Regions from separate parts of the Hordeum vulgare genome. Here region 2 is linked to region 1. Evidence: chromatin contacts called from public Hi-C data. All regions are on one chromosome and are shown on one strand. The core of a region is the stretch at or near the end of the contact, and the rest is flanking DNA. Distances in the headings are between cores, read along the strand shown. Region 1 holds the start of LOC123448064 (CBL-interacting protein kinase 15-like). Region 2 holds the start of LOC123448066 (MACPF domain-containing protein CAD1-like).

The links. A called contact is a pair of places that touch in the nucleus more often than the background predicts.
Region 2: a contact with region 1 is called in a Hi-C map of leaf, with 3 times the contacts expected there. The contact joins the promoter of LOC123448066 here to the promoter of LOC123448064 in region 1. A contact is called at or near these places in 2 of 6 Hi-C or Micro-C datasets (leaf and seedling).

Annotation. Positions count from the first base shown.
Region 1 is chr4H:113,543,062-113,547,403 of MorexV3_pseudomolecules_assembly, reverse strand. It overlaps LOC123448064 (CBL-interacting protein kinase 15-like), which reads left to right and starts at 1,856. Exons shown (of 2, transcript XM_045124833.1): 1 at 1,856-1,985; 2 at 2,829-4,342. The coding sequence starts at 3,142.
Region 2 is chr4H:114,265,107-114,269,448 of MorexV3_pseudomolecules_assembly, reverse strand. LOC123448066 (MACPF domain-containing protein CAD1-like) reads right to left here and starts at 1,975. Exons shown (of 7, transcript XM_045124835.1): 1 at 1,310-1,975; 2 at 379-617; 3 at 68-263. The coding sequence starts at 1,573.

The sequences.
Region 1 (4,342 bases), core at 607-3,106:
TTCCCCCGTTCGAGTTGAGCATATTTCTCTCCCGTACTCCATTTTCACAAGCTCTAAACATTAGATTGTACCCCTCCACATCCATCCTATAAGGGCAGAAAATAAGAGGAGCCCCCGATCTACATTCTCACCAAAGGAAATCGAGTTCCCTTTGGTTTCATCATTTGGCTTTACTCTTGAAGGTGGGAGACTACTAGGTGGTAGGAGTCTTCGGTGAAAGAATCAACTTGTGATTTGCATCGTCGTGTGCGACAGTTTGGAGCTCACCTCAAGGTCTACCCCCTAGTGGTTAAGAATCTCCTTTGTGGTGATATATCAGGGAGAAGGTGGGTATTTGTGGTGTTGGTTGTTCCTTTATGTAACTCTTGCCTCTCCATTTGTGGCTAACACCCCTCGAAGGGAAGGAACAATAGGATACATCTTCATCTCTATGGTCTTTGGTTAACCATAACACTGGCATGTTTACTTGTGTTATTACATTGGTCCCCTGCAAACTTCACACACACACACACACACACACACACACATATATATATGTATACAAGTTGGTTATCTCACCTTAGCAGTGTTAGGTTCACATTTCATATTTTGCAAAACCTAACTTGCTAACAATTGAAGTAAAATTTGTAGTTGACCTATTCACTGCCTCTAGGTCCATCTCAATCCTTTTAGGCCAGGGCTCGTGCTCGATCTATGCATATGGTCAACTAGCATCATAGGCGGAAACCAATGACCTCACATGTGATTGCGTAAGAACCTACACACAAGATGAGGCGTGGTAACAAGCCAACAGCCAAACATGTCATCGCGCCAGAGCACATTCCCGACGACGATGCTCATTCACTGCCTCCTCGATGTCGTTGACGTTACCGCTCATATGTGGTTGCCACATGAAATTGAAAACCAACCCCATATAAGCGACAAACGTGCAACCCCCCTCCCCCCCCCACACACACACCGCATGAGCAACATACAAAAGCGAGGATAACCACCGACCTAGTTGGTGGAACATGAGGATCTAGAGAGAGAAGGACGTCCGACTGACGTTGGCCAACGTATAAGAAAGCAAAACATAGACCAAACTTTCAGTTTTTAATAGGGAAAGCTTGAGCACGCCCAACATATAAATTAGGTTGTCCCCTTTGATTCCATCTTTGTCCGTCGGCTTCAGTTCTGATCGATGAAGGTTAGCCAACTTCATCCTTGTCAGAGAGCGTGTGAGAGTTGTGTCTCCCGACTCTGTCTAACCGGACCTGGAGCGTTATATAAGCCCTCTATGACGTTTTCTTCTCTGGGGCAACAATTTGCTATACTGATTACGGTCATCGACATCTTCAAGTCTACATCAACGAGACCATTGCTTCCACAAGCCCCTAGGTTTAAAAAAGTTTTCTTCACACAGGTACAGAAATGGCAATGGGTAACGAGCGCGCGCCGTCAATGGAAGCAAGAGAAAGAAGACTTCAATACCACCAAAGATTTGAATGTACTTTTCAATTTCTACAAGGATGTTTCATAAATATCCGCTACTTAATACTTCCTCCGTCCCAAAATAACTGTCTTAAGCTTAGTACAACTTTGTACTAGAGATAGTACAAAGTTGAGACACTTATTTTGGGACGGAGGGAGTATGACATCACGGGTCGTACGAGCATAATTCTTCCCCCCTAATCATGAAGACACAATGATACGATTTGTGCCACCCTACCAGGAATATGCCCCTCTGCGATGCGGTGCCCAGGAAACGCATCAGGGGCATCTTGGTCAAATCCACCACAAACTAGTTTCTTCTCCGCCCTTCCCCTTCCCTCCCGCGGCTCCTGCCCTGCCCTGCTCTGCTCTGCATTATATAAGAAGAGCGGCCTCCTCCTCCACAAGCACACACACCGAAACCAAACTCCAACAACTCACAGAGACAGAGAGAGAACTGCCTGGAGGTCCCGGCTTGGATCCAGAGCCTCCTCCCCTCTTGGCGCCGCCGGAAGGTACGCAAAATCCCCTCCCGTTTCTTTGATGTTCTTTGATTCCGTTTGGCCGTCGATGTAGGCATCCTTGTTGGCTAGTTTGTGCGTCTTCTTCAGTTTTGCCAAGGGTGAATCATTGGAGGAGTAATTCTTTCCGGTCTATAGAGTTTGGGTACATATGAGCCAACAAATTTTTTTGAAAGGAGAAGGCAGAGAAAATTCTGCCTTACGCATTTCAAAACAGGCCTGAGGCCTGAGTGACCGAGGTCAATTACAGGAGCCAAATTTACGGCCTTTTAATTGTCGGCGAGGCTGCTTTCGGCCGAGTACGGCGGTGCATTCATGTGGTTGGATGGATCTGGGAGTCTGCAAGTTGTTGTGCTCTTAGTTTTAGGATTGGATGGAGGAATGGCGCAATTCTCTGCAAAGTTAAACATATTTGGCCTTTTTCTTCATGAATTTGTTGACCGTGACACCGTGTTATGTTCCTACAATGTTTATAGTTTGTTAGAAATACGCACGATTTTTTTTCCCAAAGCGGTAAAGATCTAGCAAACCAGCGAGTTGCTTCTGAACTCTGACTTTTCTGCATACCTTTGTTTACACAAGTGTGCAGCCTTGATCTTAAAGTAAAATAATACTAAGAATTATACAGATACATATAAATCACCAACCGCCATGTCCCTGATGCTGTCAGATTGTTTACTCTAAAGATTATGCCAGAATCAAATTTGTTTCACCATTCTTCTTATTCTCTGGTTGTAAAACCAACCAATAAATGTTCTGTTATTTCTTGAGTAATCCATACAAGGGTATTTTTATTTTTCCATTGCGGTATCTGAAGATTTCTTTTCTTGTTTGCAGAAAACTCCAATATAAAACAAGCACTTAAAGCCTCGGGGAATGCTGAAAGATGTGCTTGCTTAGAAGACATTTCACCTGCGCGATAAAGGAGATTGCCTCTGCTCCACAAGAGCTGAGTTGTTCGACTCTTTATGCAAGCAACCATCTTGTCTGCATCATCTCTACACCATCTAGACTTCGTCGAGACAAAGACATGAGAGTGTTGTTCACTGTGGTGGATCAGGACTACCTTGGAGAGGATGGTTGAAGTGCTCCAGTCGATTTGAATTATATAGCCGCAATATAGGCTTGTGGTGTTATACAGCTAGAAGTCATGGCGAACAGAGGGAAGATTCTAATGGAGCGCTACGAGCTGGGAAGATTGTTGGGGAAGGGAACATTTGGCAAGGTGCACTTTGCGAGGAGCCTTGAGTCCAACCAAAGCGTCGCCATAAAGATGTTGGACAAGGAGAAGGTGCTCAAGGTTGGGCTCTCGGAGCAAATCAGGCGTGAGGTCACAACCATGCGGTTGGTGGCACACAAGAACATTGTTCAGCTTCATGAGGTCATGGCGACACGAAACAAAATATTCTTTGTGATGGAGTATGTGAAAGGTGGCGAGCTCTTTGACAAGGTTGCAAAGAGTGGCAAGCTCACAGAGGGTGCTGCACACAAGTATTTCCAGCAGCTCATCAGTGCAGTGGATTACTGCCACAGCCAAGGTGTGTATCACCGGGATCTCAAGCTGGAAAACCTGCTCCTGGATGAGAATGAGAACCTTAAGGTCTCAGATTTTGGATTGAGCGCACTTTCAGAGTCAAAGAGGCAAGATGGCCTGCTCCACACCACCTGCGGAACACCCGCATATGTAGCTCCGGAGGTCATCAGCAAGACAGGTTATGATGGTGCGAAATCCGATATCTGGTCTTGTGGTGTTATCCTTTTTGTTCTCATTGCTGGTTATCTCCCTTTCCATGGTTCCAACTTGATGGAGATGTACCGGAAGATTGAGCAAGGAGATTTCAGGTGCCCCAGCTGGTTCTCACACAAACTCCAGAAGCTTTTGTGCAAGATCCTCGACCCCAATCCAAGCACCAGGGCATCTATCCAGAAGATAAAAGAGTCTACCTGGTTCCGGAAAGGTCCAAGGGGCACCCTTGCAGTGAAGGAGAGAACTCCCAGTGAGAATGTTACCACAAATGCTCCTCCTACAGCTGGTGTGAGGGCAAGGAAGAACACTCATGAAGATGTGAAGCCCCTGATGCTGACAAACTTAAATGCCTTTGAGATCATCTCTTTCTCCACAGGGTTTGACCTATCTGGCCTATTCATCCAAGAGGAGTGCAGAAAGGAGACAAGGTTCACTTCAGACAAGCCTGCTTCAGCCATCATCTCGAAGCTGGAATACGTCGCGAAGGCGATGAATCTCAGGGTAAGGAAGAAGGACAATGGCGTGGTAAAGATGCAAACGAGGAAGGAAGGAAGGAACGGTGCTGTTCAGTTAGACATGGAGATCTTCGAGATCACACCTTCCC
Region 2 (4,342 bases), core at 726-3,225, 720 kb before region 1:
AATCATAACTGAAGTACAATAAGATTTAACTTATATTCTGGATGAATCTAACTAAAGAAAACCAAACCTTGTTCATTGATCTTATAGGGCCTGAGCCTGTATGGATTTCATTTTCAGTAAACCTCTGATGCCCAAGATCGTGTATATAATTTTTAATTTCCACCACAGAAAGTAATGATGATGGATGCTGCTTGATGTAAATCAAATCCTTCCCGCCAATGGTAATGGATGTTATGACATGCGTTCCATAATTCTGAATAAACCTGTTAAAAGCTCAACACTGTTAAGCGCCTTCCATTGGGCATGAGTGGTGAGCTATATCAAAAACACTGTTAAGGGCCTTCCACTTTTTAGAGCAACCTGCGTGTATTTGTTTACCTTGCGAGAGATGACGGTTCCCATGAGTGTGGCACTGCATGCTTAACTTCATCTACCACTGACAAAGGCTGTCGCACAAGTTGGACCTTATATAAAGGAATTGTCTTCCCCTCCATCCCGAGACTTTTGGTAGCCATGGCATCAAATTTCTTGGATCCAGTAAAGCTATAGGCTGAATTAAAGCTTCCAAGAGGTATATCTCCTGCAAGATGGGTTTTTTTGTTGAAATACCCAGCCATCTACAGTCCCTCGGAAACAGGTAAGGAAAACAGAACACGTGAGACTGAAGACCACTTGAAGGAAGATGGTAATTAACTGAGCAGTTGATGTCAGACCAAAAAACGATTTGTTAGTGCCAGTATTAATAGAAATTTATAATCAAACAAGTGCCGATGAGGCAATAAAAACTACACAGCCTAGAAGAAATATGTGTACTAAAGTATTACTTCCTCCGTTTACAAATATAAGATGTTTTGGATATTTCAATATGGACTAAATACGGACTGAAATGAGTGAACAAATACACTAAACCGTGTCTATATACATCCAATTCATTAAAAAGTTGGAACATCTTATGTTTGTGAATGAAGGGAGTACTTAACTACTGGTATGTGGCAACAGCCTGCAAGAAAGATTATGCAGATTTCATGATGGGTCGAAACCTAAAATCTAAGATAGGAAACAAATATAAGATTATGCAGATTATGCAGTAAGAGCACAAGACGGGAAACAACGAAGACAAAGCACGTGTTCACTAACTCATTGGGGCGCTAGCTTGTGTTCCTACATACGTATAGCATATGCTTAACGGTGCACTAGGAAGAACAGTTCAGAAACAGCACGCACTTAATCAGGCATCTAGCAAGGAATTAACAAAGACAAACGACCAAATTCAGAGACAAACACAATAAAGAGCGTCAGTCATGGGCACCTCGTGGAAGGCGCAGGGGCCAGCGGTCTCCAGCACACCAACCCCACTCTCGCTGGAGCAGTCAACATCCTTGGGTACACCGGGGACAGTCAGCCCGTCGGGCATGACCAGATCCCTGGAGCTCAGCTTGCCGTCATCGACGTCGACGAGGCGAGACCCCTTGCAGTAGAGCAGCCTGGTGTCGTGGGTGGCGTCGAACCCTCGCCCCAGCGCGTCGATGGAGCCCCGGATCACGCGCAGCGCCGGGGCGCACTCTTCCTCCATTTCAGGAACTGGCAGTGGCCCAAGAACCCCCGCGGGTTCTACGATGCGTCGAGAATTCCGGGGAGAGCGGAACCCATCTCGCAGATCCTCAGGTTTTTCAGCGGAATTTCAACTGCCGGCTGCGTCCCATCAAGCGGAAAAGTAAGTCCGGAACGACGAACTGGATGGATTGGAGTGGGAGAGATCCTTGGGTTGCAGCAAGAAGGGCCTGAACACGACTGTGAGGGCAGCTGAAGCAGGTAGAGCGGAAGAGAGACGACGATGGCGAAGGCGACGAGAGGAGAGGAGAATTTTCCGCTGGTGCTTGGGTGGAACGCGGGGGAGAAAAGCAAGGAAGGGGATAAAGGCTCGTATGACGGAAGCAAAGACTCGCCGGTCCTCCTTGCAACTTTGTCGCTGGCAAACACACACAATGGATTTTGCAGCGTGGAAACGCGAAAAGGAGTGACAAGGACGTCTAACAGCATCTCCAACACCAGCGTAAAACAAACGCCGCGCCCAAAAAAATGCCTTTTAACGCGCGCGACGCAGCGGGATGCTTCAGCGGGCGCGTAAAAACCGCGCGCGCGCTAAAACAAGTTGGACGCGCTGTCCATAGCCTTATCTCGCGCTGGTAATTTGAAGCGCTCACTTCCGCGCGCGGCAGACTCGAGCGCGCGCGAACTCTCTCTCTTTCTTCCTCCTTCGCACCGCGCGCGCCGGCGCTAGCGCCCCTGCCACCATGGACGCGCAGACCGGCACCCCGCTCACCCCGCTGTACAGCCGCGAGCCCCCCCCCCCCCCCCCCCGCCGCCGCCGCCGCCGAAAACCCTAGCGGGCCGAGCGTTGGCGCCGCCAGCGCCGGAGCTCCGCCGGCCGTCAGCCTCGCACGCAGCCTCTTCTTGCCGCCGCGGATGACCACACCGACGGGTGACGTCGCGCCAGCGCCGTCCCGTGCCGCCGCCGCACCGTCGAAGCTCCCCAATGCGGCGGGGGCGAAGAAAGGAAAAACATCCGCGAAGAAGAAGGCGGCGGACGGTTCCGGGAGCTCGAAGTCGAAGAAGAAGCTTGCAGGACGGCGGACCGGCGCGGCGTCTACCGAAGCGCCGGCGAGCTCACTCGTTGAGCCGGCGGCCGACGCGCACCACGTGTTCGACGAAATGCCCCCAAGGTGAAAAAAAAATTCAACTTTTATTTTCTTGTTATTTTTTCAATGCATCATCATATAGATAGCTTATATTTGCATTGTTCAAAAACTTTGTAGTCTCAACGATGATGCATACATGTCAACTATGGGTGTTGGGTCCAACAATTCGCATTGGTCTCAAACCAATGACATCCATTTGGACGACCATGAGTTTGAGGTGGACGAGGAGGGTGAGGGCATTGTCGCGGCGCCGAAAGGAAGAGCGGGCAATTACACCACCAACGATGACAAATTACTATGCAATACTTGGTTGCAAGTGTCGAGGGATCCATCCATTGGAGGTCATCAAAGTAGAGATGCTTATTGGGGGCGAATGAAAGAATACTTTGATGCTCAGAACGTGAGTGGAATTGACCGCTCCGAGAGATCACTTCGGTCCCGATGGTCGACAATCAACTCGGATTGTCAAAAGTGGGCGGCCGCACAAAAGGCAGCTGACAAGCTTAACCCAAATGTCACAAATGAGGATGATAGAGTAAGTGGCATCTCATACATGTTCATCATACTTTTTTTTGGTGTCCGAAGTGCTAACTTGTTTTGTTTTTCTTGTAGTACAACATTGCCCAAAACTTGTTCAAAGAAGAGACGAGGACAACCAAGAAGGGGAAGATCAAGAAAGGAAAGATCTTTACCTTGCCTCACTGCTATGAAGTGTTGAAGGATGATGAGAAATGGAAGAAGCGTGACGATTTGGATGATTTGCATTTGAGCAACAAACGCAAGCGAACAATTGAGTTGAATGATGATGAGGAGGAGGATGATGCATCAAGTGATGACGGCAAGAGAAGCCCCACACCCAACTCGGTTTCATACTCGAAACCAAAACGACCGGATGGGTGCAAGAAGGACAAAACCGAAAAGAAGAAGAGGAAAGGAGATGATGGGCTCACAAATGCTATGGAAGCTATTGTGAAGGCAAGAAAAGAAGCCAACGAGGTGAGGAAAATGTCAAGGAACCAAGATGCCGCGGCCGAGGAGAGGAGGTTGGCGGCCGAGGAGAGGAGGGTGGACGCCGAGGAGAGGAAAGTGGCATTGGAGGAGAGGAAGGTGGGCATGGAGGAGCGAGCTAAGTTGTTGGAATGGGAGAAGCACTTGTTCTTCTTGGACACATCTTTGTTCAATGATGCGCAAAAGGAATATGTCAACCTTGCTCGTGAGGAAGTCTTGATCCAAAAAAGAGCCATGATCCGTGGCATGGGTGGCGGTGGCCTCGGCGGCATGGGTGGCGGTGGCCTCGGCGGCATGGGTGGCGGTGGTCTCGGCGCCATGGGAGGCATGGGTGGCTTTGGAGCCATGGGAGGCATGGGTGGCTTTGGAGCACCCTCCGACGCTATGGCCGCCATGGGAGGCATGAGTTTTGCTTCTCTCATGGGAGGCATGGGTGCACCTCCGGCCGCCATGGGAGGCATGGGTGCACCTCCGGCCGCCGTTGAAGATCTTGCCAACACCGTCGGAGCTTCACGTGATGCGGTGCGTGATGAGGTTAGGGAGGAAGATTCATCTACGGAGACGGAAGAATCGTCTTCGGAAGATGAGGACGAAGACGAGGAAGATGATGATTGATGTGTCTTTCATTTATATGT